Linked DNA regions of Macaca mulatta: region 1 is linked to region 2. The links are chromatin contacts, called in public Hi-C maps. All regions are on one chromosome and are shown on one strand. Each heading gives the region's core, a stretch centred on a gene start, on an enhancer-like site or on the middle of the called end of the contact. The rest is flanking DNA. Distances are from core to core; before and after follow the strand shown.

The links. A called contact is a pair of places that touch in the nucleus more often than the background predicts.
Region 1: a Hi-C map of fetal cortex germinal zone shows a contact between it and region 2, with 4 times the contacts expected there. The contact joins the promoter of SRPRB here to the promoter of TOPBP1 in region 2. A contact is called at or near these places in 3 of 14 Hi-C or Micro-C datasets (fetal cortex germinal zone, fetal cortical plate and liver).

The regions. Positions count from the first base shown.
Region 1 is chr2:36,849,530-36,856,106 of T2T-MMU8v2.0, forward strand. It overlaps SRPRB (SRP receptor subunit beta), which reads left to right and starts at 3,377. Exons shown (of 7, transcript NM_001190876.1): 1 at 3,377-3,530; 2 at 4,072-4,166; 3 at 5,226-5,303. The coding sequence starts at 3,377.
Region 2 is chr2:36,717,237-36,723,553 of T2T-MMU8v2.0, forward strand. TOPBP1 (DNA topoisomerase II binding protein 1) reads right to left here and starts at 3,141. Exons shown (of 28, transcript NM_001266430.1): 1 at 3,017-3,141; 2 at 2,254-2,344; 3 at 230-364. The coding sequence starts at 2,337. It overlaps LOC114676550 (U6 spliceosomal RNA), which reads left to right and starts at 6,174; the gene lies at 6,174-6,281.

The DNA.
Region 1 (6,577 bases), core at 2,127-4,626, 130 kb after region 2:
ACCAGGAAGTGCTCATTAACATTAGAAACTATCTTCATGCCCCACTGTCTTCCCCATACACCATAGTCTTGCTTCCATCCTCACACTCCCCCATCTCTTGCTTATCCCCTTGAGCTCAGACTCATTCAAAGCCTCATCAAAGGAGTCTCTCTGCTACAGAAGATGCTACTGACTACTTATAGGACATGTCTGTTTTACTCCTGTGCCACTGACTCTTCCTTCCTAGGCTTTTTTGTGGGTTCCTTTCCTCATTCTTCATGCTCTCCATGATTTTAATGACCAATTATTTATTCCTGACTCCCAAATGAAAACCTAGTGTATACTTGTGGAACTTTATGTTTACTCATCACTTGCTTGACATAAGTTTTTAGATTTCCCAGAAGCACCTGAAATGCAACATATAGAAAAGAGACAGTTTTCATTCTGGCTACTCTTACATTGGATCCACAGCCCCAAGCCCCCTACCATTGAGGTCCCTAATTCATTTAATGGCTTTCTCATCTTCCTAGTCACCCACACCCACCACCTAGGATGCAGCCTTGAAAACATTCCTTTTACTTAATTCACAATATCCAACTAATCACATCCTATGTATTTTAACTCTCAGACATCTCTCAAATTTGTGCCCTCATTTTCATACCTATTTCTGTCTCTGTATTAGATTCTGAGCATCCTTTGCCTAAATACTGCATCTTTTACCTAAATGCTCTCAGCTGCTCTCTCTGCCTGAAGTTTTTTTTTTTTTTTTTTTTTTTTTTTTCTCTCAAGTGTTAGTTCTCCATAGATCTGCCAATTATCTATATCACCCCAAATGAAACTTCTTACTGCATTCTGGATAAACTCTAAGATCCTCAACATAGCACACAAAATCCCTTCTGGTCTGATTCCTGCCAATCTTTCTAGCTTCATCTCCTGTCACTCCTACTTAAATGACTGCTCTAATCAATATTTATAGATTTTATAATTGATGATTTGGCATCCATTCATCACCAGGCCAAACTAACAGCCAACATTGTTTACATTTCCCCCGTGGCCTGGCTTTTGAGGGTGTGCCTAAATCATATTACAAAGCTTCCTACCACAACCCTTAACATCTGTGTTTCACTTCTTGCCCAATCAAAAATGTCTCTATCTAGCTACTTGCTGACACATTAGTAATAAAGGCAGAGTCCCAGTTCCTCTCTTTTTTTCTTTTTTGGAGGCAGGGTCTAGCTCTGTTGCCCAGGCTGGAGTGTAGTGGCATGTGATCACAGCTCATGGTAACCTGGAATTCCTGAGCTCAAATGCTCCTGCCTCAGTCTCCCAAGTAGCTGGGACTGCAGGCATATGCCACCATGCCTGGCTAATTATTTTTTAATTAAAAAAATGGTTTTTTTTGCAGAGACAGGGTCTCACTATGTTGCCCAGGCTGGTCTTGAATTCTTGGCCTCAAGTAATCCTCCTGCCTTGGCCTCCCAAAGTGCTGGGATTAATAGCTGTGAGTCACCAGGTCCAATGCCAGTTCCTCTCTTTTTCCTTGTCCCTGTGCACGTTGAGGTTTTGTGTGGCCCTGAGTGTTATCAAGCTAAATGACAAGCAGAGAGGGAGGCTCTAAAAGAAAATAACATTTATTCATGAGTAGGCATTGCAGTGGGAATATGTATGCCATTTCAACTATGTGCACATTCAGGGAGGTGTAAAGGAAGACAAAGATTTTTAAAGAAAAAATGAGTCGGCCGGGCGCGGTGGCTCAAGCCTGTAATCCCAGCACTTTGGGAGGCTGAGGCGGGCGGATCACAAGGTCAGGAGATCGAGACCACAGTGAAACCCCGTCTCTACTAAAAATACAAAAAATTAGCCGGGCGCGGTGGCGGGCGCCTGTAGTCCCAGCTACTCAGGAGGCTGAGGCAGGAGAATGGCGGGAACCTGGGAGGCGGAGCTTGCAGTGAGCCGAGATCGCGCCACTGCACTCCAGCCTGGGCAACAGCATGAGACTCCGTCTCAAAAAAAAAAAAAAAGAAAAAAAGAAAAAATGAGTCAGATTCCATAACTGTTTTGAGATAATTATCCTCGGCTACAAGGATCAAACAGCAAGGATAGCATCAGTAATAGGCTGGACAGGCAGTTGCTGGGTAGCTGTCCTCACAGACATATTTTTTGTGTGTAAGGTTGCGATGCCCTTTGTGCACGGTTGTGGTTTTTGCAGTCTTCTGTGACAGTTTTTGTCATCAGGCATTAGTGCATGAGAACCCTCCCTCCACGGCCTTTCACCAGCTCCATTTTTCTGATTTAAATAAATAAATAAATAAATAAAGTGACTCCATTTTGATTCTGACAACTTTTTCAATGGCAATGTGGAACTGTAGTAACTTTTTTCAATCTTTCAGTGACACTGACATCTTCATGTCTCTACTCAGTCATACAATTAAATTAAATCATGTGTACATTTTAAAACAATGACAACCTGTTTAATGACAGAGACTGTGAACTGGGACCCTCGAGGTTGGCCACTTTTGGTGTTTTATTTGGGCCACAAGTTTTTGAATGCTTTCAATTACCTACCAAAATTTCAAAAGTGGAAAACTTCCCATAAAAACCTGCCTTTATTGCTTCTCTTGAAAACTGGAAGAACTGGCCACCTAGGTCCCACAACACCTACCTGGCTGAATAAGGTCGGCCCCACTTTCAGCAGAAATAACCTCTGCAGTTTTCAACAGCCCCAGCTCTCCTGGGCGTTGACTTTCCTAGTTGCTTCCTTTAATGCAGACGTTTGAGTTTGCAGCCCTAGATTGACAGTGTAGGGGCACTGAATTAGTTAGCTTTCCCACGCACATCATTTCTTATACTCATTTTTTTCTGCACAGCACCTCTTTTTCCTTTAACCACTCGCACATGCTAACTCGTTCTTCAGGACTCAGTTCGAATTTCCAGAAGCTTTTCTCTGAACTCATGATGGACTCTGCGTCCCATTATGTATTCCCGCATCGCTCCGCGCATCCATCTAGCACATCCCTTGCCACATTAAATTCAGATTAAATGTTTGTAGGATGCTTGAGTTCTTCACAAGTCTCACGTCACTTAGCGACGGTCAGGAAATCCTCAGTGGTAGTTTCGGGAGTCATTCATTTTATTGATTTCATCATTCTTTCAACAGCCATAACGTACGTGACGACGACTGACTCGTATCTTCAAAGATGTGTGTGTCCCTCCCCTGTCGTTCTGCAGGAGGACCGAGTACCAGAGAACTACAACTCCCATCAGGCACTTGGGGATCACCGCGGCTGAGGGAGAGACTAAGGCTTAGGAACCACCATTCGCGTGAGGCTCTGCTCCCTGCGCCTGCGCAGAGTGCAGGGCCACGTCGCTTTTGCGGTACCCGAGACCACGCGTTTCATCCATGGCTTCCGCGGACTTGCGCCGGGTGGCAGATGGCGGCGGTGCTGGGGGCACCTTCCAGCCCTACCTAGACTCCTTGCGGCAGGAGCTGCAGCAAACGGACCCAACGCTATTGTCAGTAGTGGTGGCGGTTCTTGCGGTGCTGCTGACGCTAGGTAAAAGGCGGCCGGTGGTTATGGCGGGTGCGGGGCGGGCAGAGGTCCGGGCTGAGAGAGCGCCTTGAGGGCATCAGGAGGGTGAGACCCACCCAGTCTACACCCCACCCTCTCGCCTGAAGCAGCGGCAGCAGCGGGGCGTTAAGGGAGATCCCGGGCGACCCCCGGAGTTACATCCTGGTCTTTGGGGCGCGGATTGCTCTTCGTCATCTTCCCTGTCATGCTTGAGTGCGCTATTCCCCACCTTCCGCTGTTCTCAGTGCAAGGATTCAGGGTCTTGACAGCAACTTTCAGCCTATACCAAGGTAGTGAGATCGCACTTGAGTCCCCAGTCAGAGTAAGGAGTGCAAAGAAAAGTTGACAGTTGACACGCCCGGCTCAGTGGGCCCCTAACAACAGCAATAGTAACCATTATGATAAAAGTCAGTTCCAGGTGAATGAGGTGTTTCATCACAGACTTCTGTGAATTTCCCCACCCCAGCCATGCACATATACTGATTGCCAAGGCGTAATTTCTGTTGTTTTTCTTTCTATTCCACAGTCTTCTGGAAGTTAATCCGGAGCAGAAGGAGCAGTCAGAGAGCTGTTCTTTTTGTTGGCCTTTGTGACTCCGGGAAAACGTTGCTCTTTGTCAGGGTAAATGATTTCATTTACACCCCTGTTAAGCTTAATAGAAAATTGTATAGCATCCCAGTATTCCTGTCATCTCATGGTTTATTTTCTAAAAGAAGCTGATGCTGGTAAATTTGAGAGTTACCAAATTTACTTGACTTACTTGGGAGAACAGAAAGACTCTTAGAAACCCATAATTGAGAAATGTTGATCATTTTTCCTCTTTTTTCTTTTTTTTTTTTTGCCCTTGCCAGATGCTGATATTTAGTCTTTATCACATTTAAGGGTTTTATTTAATTAGTTTCATTCCAGAATAGCAGAAGCACAGAAGCCAGTGGTCTACAGTTTATCATTCCTTGGTTAACAAATTCTTATGAGAGTTTATCAAAGACACTTTTTCACAGGATGATCCTTCTTTGACATAGTGGGCTAGTTAGCTTCTTTTTACTAATATTTATTTTTAATACATTTAGTATTTTTAATAGTGTGTTTTAACATGGTGAATAGGAGAGGTTTTCTGCTTTTTAACTTTTCTTTCTGAGAGTATAAATTATTTCCCTTCCATTCAAGAAATAGCTCAAATCTTTTTTTTTTTTTTTTTTTTTTTGAGGCAGGGTCTCGCTCCAATGCCCAGGCTGGGGTACAGTGGCGGGATCTCCGCTCATTGCAGCCTTGACTTCTGGGACTCAGATGATTCTCCCACCTCAGCTTCCGAGTAGCTGGGACTACAGGCGTGCGACACTAAGCCCGTCTAATTTTTTATATTTTTTGTAGAGATGAGATTTCGCCACATTGCCCAGGCTTCAAATCATTTTTGATGGTTAAAAATCTTTACAGAAGATTGGGAAATTTGGCCACTAACTGTCTTTTGAGAATAATGTTATTTTTATACCATTAAGGAGTAAAATTTGCAATTAATTCGATTTTTTTTTCTACAGGTAAAAAATATTAATATGGTCTTTTTCACCTATTGCAAGCAGCATTCATTTACTTAACCTTACACCTGGGAGACTTAGAATAATATAACTCAATTTTGGTTTGCTATTAAAATGTTGAATATCTCCCATCTTGTTTTTTTTACAGTTGTTAACAGGCCTTTACAGAGACACTCAGACTTCCATTACTGACAGCTCTGCTGTATACAGAGTCAACAATAACAGGGTAAGATGTTTGTGGAGTTTTGGAGTCTGACAGTCTTACTTTACTGTGGTGTGTCAGTTAAGGACATTTTTAGGATGAGTTCATCTGAGGATGTAAGTACCATTTGTAGCTTATTTTTATGGAGAAACATATTCTTTGTGACAAATTCTGCTCTTGACAATCTGTACAGTAGATTTAATCATGCCCTCCTCTGCATTGTTGTACCTTAATGTACAGTAATGTTATATCACATTTTATTCTTATTTTTTGTTTCTGTGTCTTCTTTCCAACTTTACAGTGAGTTCTTAAGAGTGGGCATTAAACCTTTTATGTTTTGAATAGGTAATACATGCACGTGGTACAAAAATTCAAAAGGTTAGAAAGGATATTTGGTGAAAAGTAATTTTTGCTTTCCGTTCCCCACTACCCCGTCTTCTCCTTAGAAGCAGTAACTTACTTTTTTTGTGTGTAGCCTTCCAGATGTTCTGTGCTTATATAAACATGTCTGTATATCCTTTATTGTTTTTTCTTTTTAAATACTGTTCTGCCCATTATTTTTTTTCATACAGCTGATACGACTTGGGCTTTTCTTATTCTCCTATATTTGTATACGTAGTACCACCTGGTTGGTTTATGAGCTGCATAGTACTCCACTCTGTTGCTATACCACACAATTAAATTCTTACTTAATCAGGACCGTGTTAATAGACATTTAGTTTTGTTATCATAACCTTTGTTTTTACAAGCAGTGCTGCAATGGATATCTTGCAGAGTATATAGGAGTATATTTCAAATATAAGGAATCACGGGTCCTGGCTTGGTGGCTCATGCCTGTAATCCCAGCACTTTGGGAGGCCGAGGCAGGCAGATCACTTGAGGTCAGGAGTTCAAGACCAGCTGGCCAACATAATTAAATCCCGTCTCTACTAAAAATGCAAAAATCAGCCTGGTATGGTGGCGGGTGCCTGTAATCCCAGCTACTCGGGAGGCAGAGGCATGAGAATCACTTGAACCCGGGTGGTGAAGGTTGCAGTGAACCAAGATTGTGCCACTGCACTCCAGCCTGGGCGATAGAGCGAGACCAAACGAATTGTAATGCGTAATAAGTTTGTTTGTTTATTTGCTTGTTTTTGAGAAACAGTCTCACTGTGTTGCCCAGGCTGGAGTGCAGTGGCGTGATCTTAGCTTACTGCAACCTCTGCCTTCGGAGTTGAAGCGATTCTCCTGCCTCAGCCTCCTGAGTAGCTGGGATTATAGGCACCCACCATCATGCCTGGCTAATTTTTGTATTTTTA
Region 2 (6,317 bases), core at 1,891-4,390:
AAAGCCTGGGCAACAGAACAAGATGCTGTCTCAATAAAAAAAAAAAAAAAAAAAAAAAAGCCTACCGTAACATAATTAGCCTTTCAATCCTGGTCTTGCCAAACCAAAAGAATGCCAATGTACTCATAAGTTGCATAACACTTCATAATCGGCAAAGAATGTATGTCAGCTGAAGCAAAGATAAACCAAAAAACAGACTACCAAAGGAACACACTAGAAGTCAGCAAACCTTTTTGAGGTGATCAAAGACAATGCCACTAAAAGGGTCACAGATATAAAGTGATCTATCATTCTCCTTTATCTTCAATGCCTCTTCTTCTGTAATAATCTGAAGATATTCTTCTGATTGGAATTCTTTTATGGACTGAAAGAAAAAATAAAATAAGAACGTACCTGAAATGACTCCCCTGTATTTAGGTCCTATTCAAATTCCATCTCAAATCCAGCCTTTTCCCTATTGAGAGTCACCATCATGTCTCACTTAGACCTCTGCAGAAGGCTCCCAAATGGTCTTTTTCCCTTCCTTGCCCTAAATCTGTTCTCTACACAGCAGCTAATAATCTTTTTAAAAATACAAGTCAAATCATGTCACTGTCTGCTCAAAACCTAATGTCTTCACACCGCACCCAGAATAAAATCCACATTTCTTACTATAGCCTTCAAGACAACACAGTCTGGTTCCTGCCTATCTTCCCACCTTTACCTCCTACTTCTCATCTCCCTTGCTTACTCTATTCCAGCCACTCCCACTTTCTTGCCAGCCCTGGAACAAGCCAATCATAACCTCATTTAGATGCTCTGCTCTTGATCTTGCAGCAGGGAATACTCTTTTTCCAAGTTTTCACCTGACTTAATCCCCCACTTCAATCAGGTCTGCTTAAATGTCACCTCCCCAGAGATGCCTATCCTAACCATGCTTTCTCAAATACCCTTCCTCTACCCTTTTAGTCTATTTTATTTAAAAATACATATATATATAGTTTTTGTCTCTCTCCCCTGGAAGTTTCGTTATGTATCTTGTTTGCTACTATATCCTGACACCCAGTAAGCACTCAAAAATGTTCTGAACCAGTTTTGAGGTCCTTATGTTAAATACAGTAATCCCTTTAAAACTGTAAGTCAGATCATGTTTACTCTTCTGATTGAAACCCTCCAATGGCTCTCCACTGAGAGAAAAATGGCCCACAAGGCCCTACATGACCTCTTTACCATTATTCTCTGACACATTCCTTAGCACTCTTCCCCCATCCCTCACTTACTACACAACAGAACACTAAACTTGGATAGAGACTACAGACACTTTCCCAGGGGCTGTATAAGGTTGCTCTCTCTGCCTGAAACATTCTTCTCCAAATATCTGCAAAGCATCTCACCTCCTTCACGTTTACTCAAATATCTTTTTCTCCATAAAGCCTACCCTGATCGCACGCTATTTAAAATTATAACCCCCTTTTCTTCCCACCCCCAAGAAACATCCTCTGGAACCCCTTAACCTGTTTTGCTTTTCTCTCTTCCCAATTTATCATGTCTGATTAGTGTCTATGTCCTCCTGTTAGAATGTAAGCTCTGAGAGAACAGAAATCTTTGCCTGTTCTGATCACTGATAAATCCCAAGTACTAGAGAAGTGCCTATCAAATCATGAACACTTCAATAAATACTTGCTGAATGAATGAAATTTTTAAAAATCTGCTACAAATGCTTCTCAAACTTTAATGCACACTGACGATCTTGTTAAAGATGCAGATTCTAAGTGGTGAGTCTGGATTGGAGGCCAAGATTCTGCATTTTGAACAAACTTCCAGGCCATGCTGATACTGCTGAGATCTGTGAGAAGCAAGGCTCTACATCACCTCTACTATCATCCAATTATCACACTGTACATAATAAAACATAATTTTTAACAATTAACCAAAAAATTTTCAAGTATGACCAGTATACGACTGACTCAAATTTTTACAGCACACAAAGGACCACTCTGGTTAGGAGGCAAATGAAAGCAACTTAATTTCCAAAAACTGCAGGTCAGTCACATTAAACAGCAACGTGATAATAGACTTCCAGCCCCCCGAAATACATAATAATGTACTTAGATCAATTCGAAAATATGTAATAATGATATATCTGTATTAACGTAGACTATTAAATTATTATGAAAGTGAAATATCTACTTCTAAGACATAAAGCCCAACAAATCAAAAACACTTAAAAACAAGAAAATGAATTCACGGTATTAAGACGTTTTCAACTCTTACCTCGAGAGCTTTAAAAAAACATTTGGAATTGTCTGAAGACTTTAAAAACTTCACAAAAAACGGTTCTTTGTCATTTCTGGACATTTCTGAACTGTCAAAATAAAGGAACCATTAACAAGAACAAAACCACATTAGGTATAAAGTTCCATGTTTAACCCACCTATTTTTCCATGCAGACAAGAATGCCTAAAGACATACATTCTGGCTTTGCCGGTGAATTCGTCAAAGGCATTTGTAAGAAACCCTGGAATGTGCCCTTGAACCCATCATTTAACTTCCTCCGTTTTCTTTGGCAAAGCCAAAGAAAAACATGACAACACCAATCCTTGCAAATCAGAGAGCAAAATTAACCCGAATTGAATACACTGAGGAGGGCCCTGCTATGAAGGCTCTAAGCCCTCTAAGCCAATGGACATTCAATTGCACTTGTTTTATGGATACACAGAGTGCATCTGTCCCTGCGGATACTCACGGCCTGCGAGGTTCGTTCACCCCTCAGTAAACAGATTTTAAATATAAACATGGAAGCCAGTTAGCATGGTCTTTGCCCCTGCATAAGGCCAGATGCTCCAGTTCCCAGCTCCAGAAAAAGGCCTGGCTCTGGGATCACGGAAGCCACGTCCTTTAGGTGTCAAAGGCCCACCCGCCAGTCCCAGGGCCAGTTACTAGGACAGGAAAAGAGGGTCCTGAAGGCCATAGAACGCATCGCGAACCCCAGTTGGGGCCGGGGAGGAGCTGAGTCCCCACTCCGCGCCTTACTTACCTCGTTGGGGCCTCGGGGTCTCCGGGCGGCGAGTCGGGGGACGCGCTGCCCGCAGGGCGGTGGCTGGGGTCGGGCGCCAGCCCGGCGCACAGCCCCCTCCCCCGACTCGGCGCCGCCCCTACCCCAAAGCAAACGCTGGAGAACCCGGAAATTGACCAGAACGGAAACCGACTTTCGCGCCAACCGCGCGGCTGCGCTCGCCTTTTCCGGTGGAAGTGACGCCATCCGCAGCTGCGGCAGGAAAGCGGAAATGTCAAAAGTGGAGGTGAGCGGTCCATGGGCGGTAGGGATTCAGGGAAAGCTTGGGCCGGATCCCTTGGATTAGGGCTTTGCTGGGCAGGCCTACTCGCCGCGGAGAGTAGGCCCAGCGCCGTCCGTTCAAGAGGTAGGACCACAGGCCAGGAATACTCCTTTACTGTTAAAAAAGCCACGGAAAGAAAGGATGTCCTCAATAGATGTACTTTATACCTGCCTTATACCAGGTATGCACGGAAAAACGTATTATCCAAAACAATTCCTTGAGGCAAATAGTGGTAGTTCCATTTTGCAGATGTAAAAACGGAGGAAGTTAAATGATGGGTTCAAGGGCACACGGCTAGTAAGTGGTAGAATTAATACTGCATCCAGGTCTTCTGACTACGGACTGGGTGGTTTCCCTCCAACACAGCAGGAATAGAATCACTGCCTAACACAGCCACAAGATGGCAAGGGAAGAAAGGATGACTTACTACACAGCTAATGTCTTTGCCAAGATCGTCAATGGTCTCCCCTCCTCCTCCCCTTCAGTGGACATCACCGTTCTCTTTCTCTGCATCTGCCTCGTACTGGGGAGATTCTAGCACTGAACCTGAGGTTCAAATGGCAGAGAGCAAAGGGAGAGGGGGTAAAATGGGCCTGCAAAACCTTAGCTCAGTGATAACTAGTGGTAAACTGATTAGTTGTTGCTTCTTTTCATTTTATTCTTTAAAAATATTTTTTTCTTATTTTATAAAATCTAGCCACTATACTAATGCGGATCATTTTATTCTTGACTGCTGAGATTGAGAAAATGACTTTGGATTTACTAATGTAAAAGTATAATGCCATGTCCCTTGATCGTTTTTGTTTTTCTTTTCTCTTTAGAGCCTAAAGATAGTAGTGAGCAGCTTGAGTCTTAAGTGTTTGAATACAACGATGGAAGGTGACAAGGATTCTTTGCTTGGCCAAACTTTAGTCAGACTCCTCAACTTTCTCGTAGGTTTATCTGTGTATTTCCTTGGAAAATCCAGTTAGAACCCTCCACGCTCAATATCTGATCAGGTTCCTCATCCTCTACCATCCTTAGGTGATGTCTGATCACCTTCACCTATTTTCAGCAAGAAACCCCTTTACTCGTGAAGTTCCTTCTTAGTAATATTGTATCCAGTGACCCCAAACTTTTGTTCCTTGGCTATAAATTCCCACTTGCCCATGCTGTATTTAAAGTTGAGCCCACTCTCTTTCTCCTAATTCGGCATCCCATTGCCATGGTTGCTATACGTATCCTGATGGTCCTGAATAAAATCTGTCTTACTATGCTTTAATAAATTTCTATCATTCATTTTTTATTTATTTATTTATTTTTTATAAAAAATGAGTCAGAATCAACACTGGGGCTCAAAGGTAAAGACCTATTGCTGGGGGAAGGGTGAAGAAAGCCTTAAAAACAAAAATCACTAGAGGTGGAAAAAAAAAATAAACCACATTAATTGTTAAGGTGCAAATCTGACCTGAATCTGTAATAATAATTAATATTTCTGTTAACTGTAAACGGCACTTTACAGTTAACATGGGACTCCTCACACTATTCCCGTTTACTCTTTTCAGCAACCCTATAATAGATGGGTATCATTGTCTCATGTTATGGAGATGGGGAAAGTGAAGTTCAGGGACTGTGTCACTTGCCCATGCCTTTCCTGACACACCACACTGCTCCTGGGTACGTGCTGTCTGCCCATCTATGTGTGAAGGTCCACACCAGGGAGGGAGCCCATTCCTGGCATTTCTGGCCCAAGTAGAGACCTCACACAAGAAGGAGATTCATAGATGCTGCTCATGAAGATGAAGAAAATGCACCCTTTAGCTTTTAGCCAGCCAGAACTTGATAGCAGAGGAGTGACCTGTCTTTAGAGTAAGAGTTCACCACTAGGGGCAAGTTCTCCCATCGTGTGTCTCGAGACAAGCAGAGAGGATCTGTCTCTAGTACCTACTCCTGGAAAATGGATAGAGCAGTGGTTCTGATGTGTAGTCTCTGGGCCAGCAGCATCAGCATCTCCTGGGAATTTTGGGGGAATGAAAATTCTTGGGCTCAACTTCAGACCTATTAAGTCAGGAACACTTGGGGTAGGGCTAACAATCTGTGCCCTTCAGGTGATTTTGATACACATTTAAGTTTGCTTGAACAGCAGTCCTTCAGGAAAGGGTGAAAATGGTTAGTCATTTCTCAGTATGCACGGAGGATTGATTCCAAGGCCCCCTGCCGATAACAAAATCTGAAGATGCTCGAGTACCTTATATATATGCACATACTCCCATGTACTTTTTTTTTTTTTCTGAGACAGAGTCTCACTCTGTTGCCCAGGCTGGAGTGCATTGGCACGATCTCGGCTCACTGCGATCTTCACCCCTGAGGTTCAAGCGATTCTCCTGCCTCACCCTCCCGAGTAACTGGGATTACAGGCGTCTGCCACCGCACCCAGCTAATTTTTGTGTTTTTAGTAGAGACGGGTTTCACCATATTGGCCAGGCTAGTCTTGAACTCCTGACCTTGTGATCCACCTGACTCAGCCTCCCAAAGTGCTGGGATTACAGGTGTGAGCCACTGTGCCTGGCCACTCCCATGTACTTTAAATAATCACTAGGTTACTTATAATACCTGATGCTATGTAAATACTATGTAAACGGTTGTTATACTGTTTTTTAAAATTTTATTTTTTATTGTTTTTCTTTTTCCACTATGGCAAATTTTACACAAAAATTGTATTTTTTTTCCTAAATATTTTCGATTCCTGATTGGTTGACCTCCTCAGATGTGGAACCCACAGATACAGGGAACTAACTGTATATGGGTTTGTGGTCGCTGAAGACTTTGGTGAAAACGGGGAAAGGTTGTGATATGACCTTGGAAGCTGAGGTTTTGGTGCTTGCTTTGGCAGCATATTTACTGAAAAAAAAAAAAATGATACGGAGATTAACATTGCTCATGTGCAAGGATGACATGCAAATTTGTGAAGCATTCCATATTTGCCGGTCATGGTGTTTCACGCCTGTAATTCTAGTACTT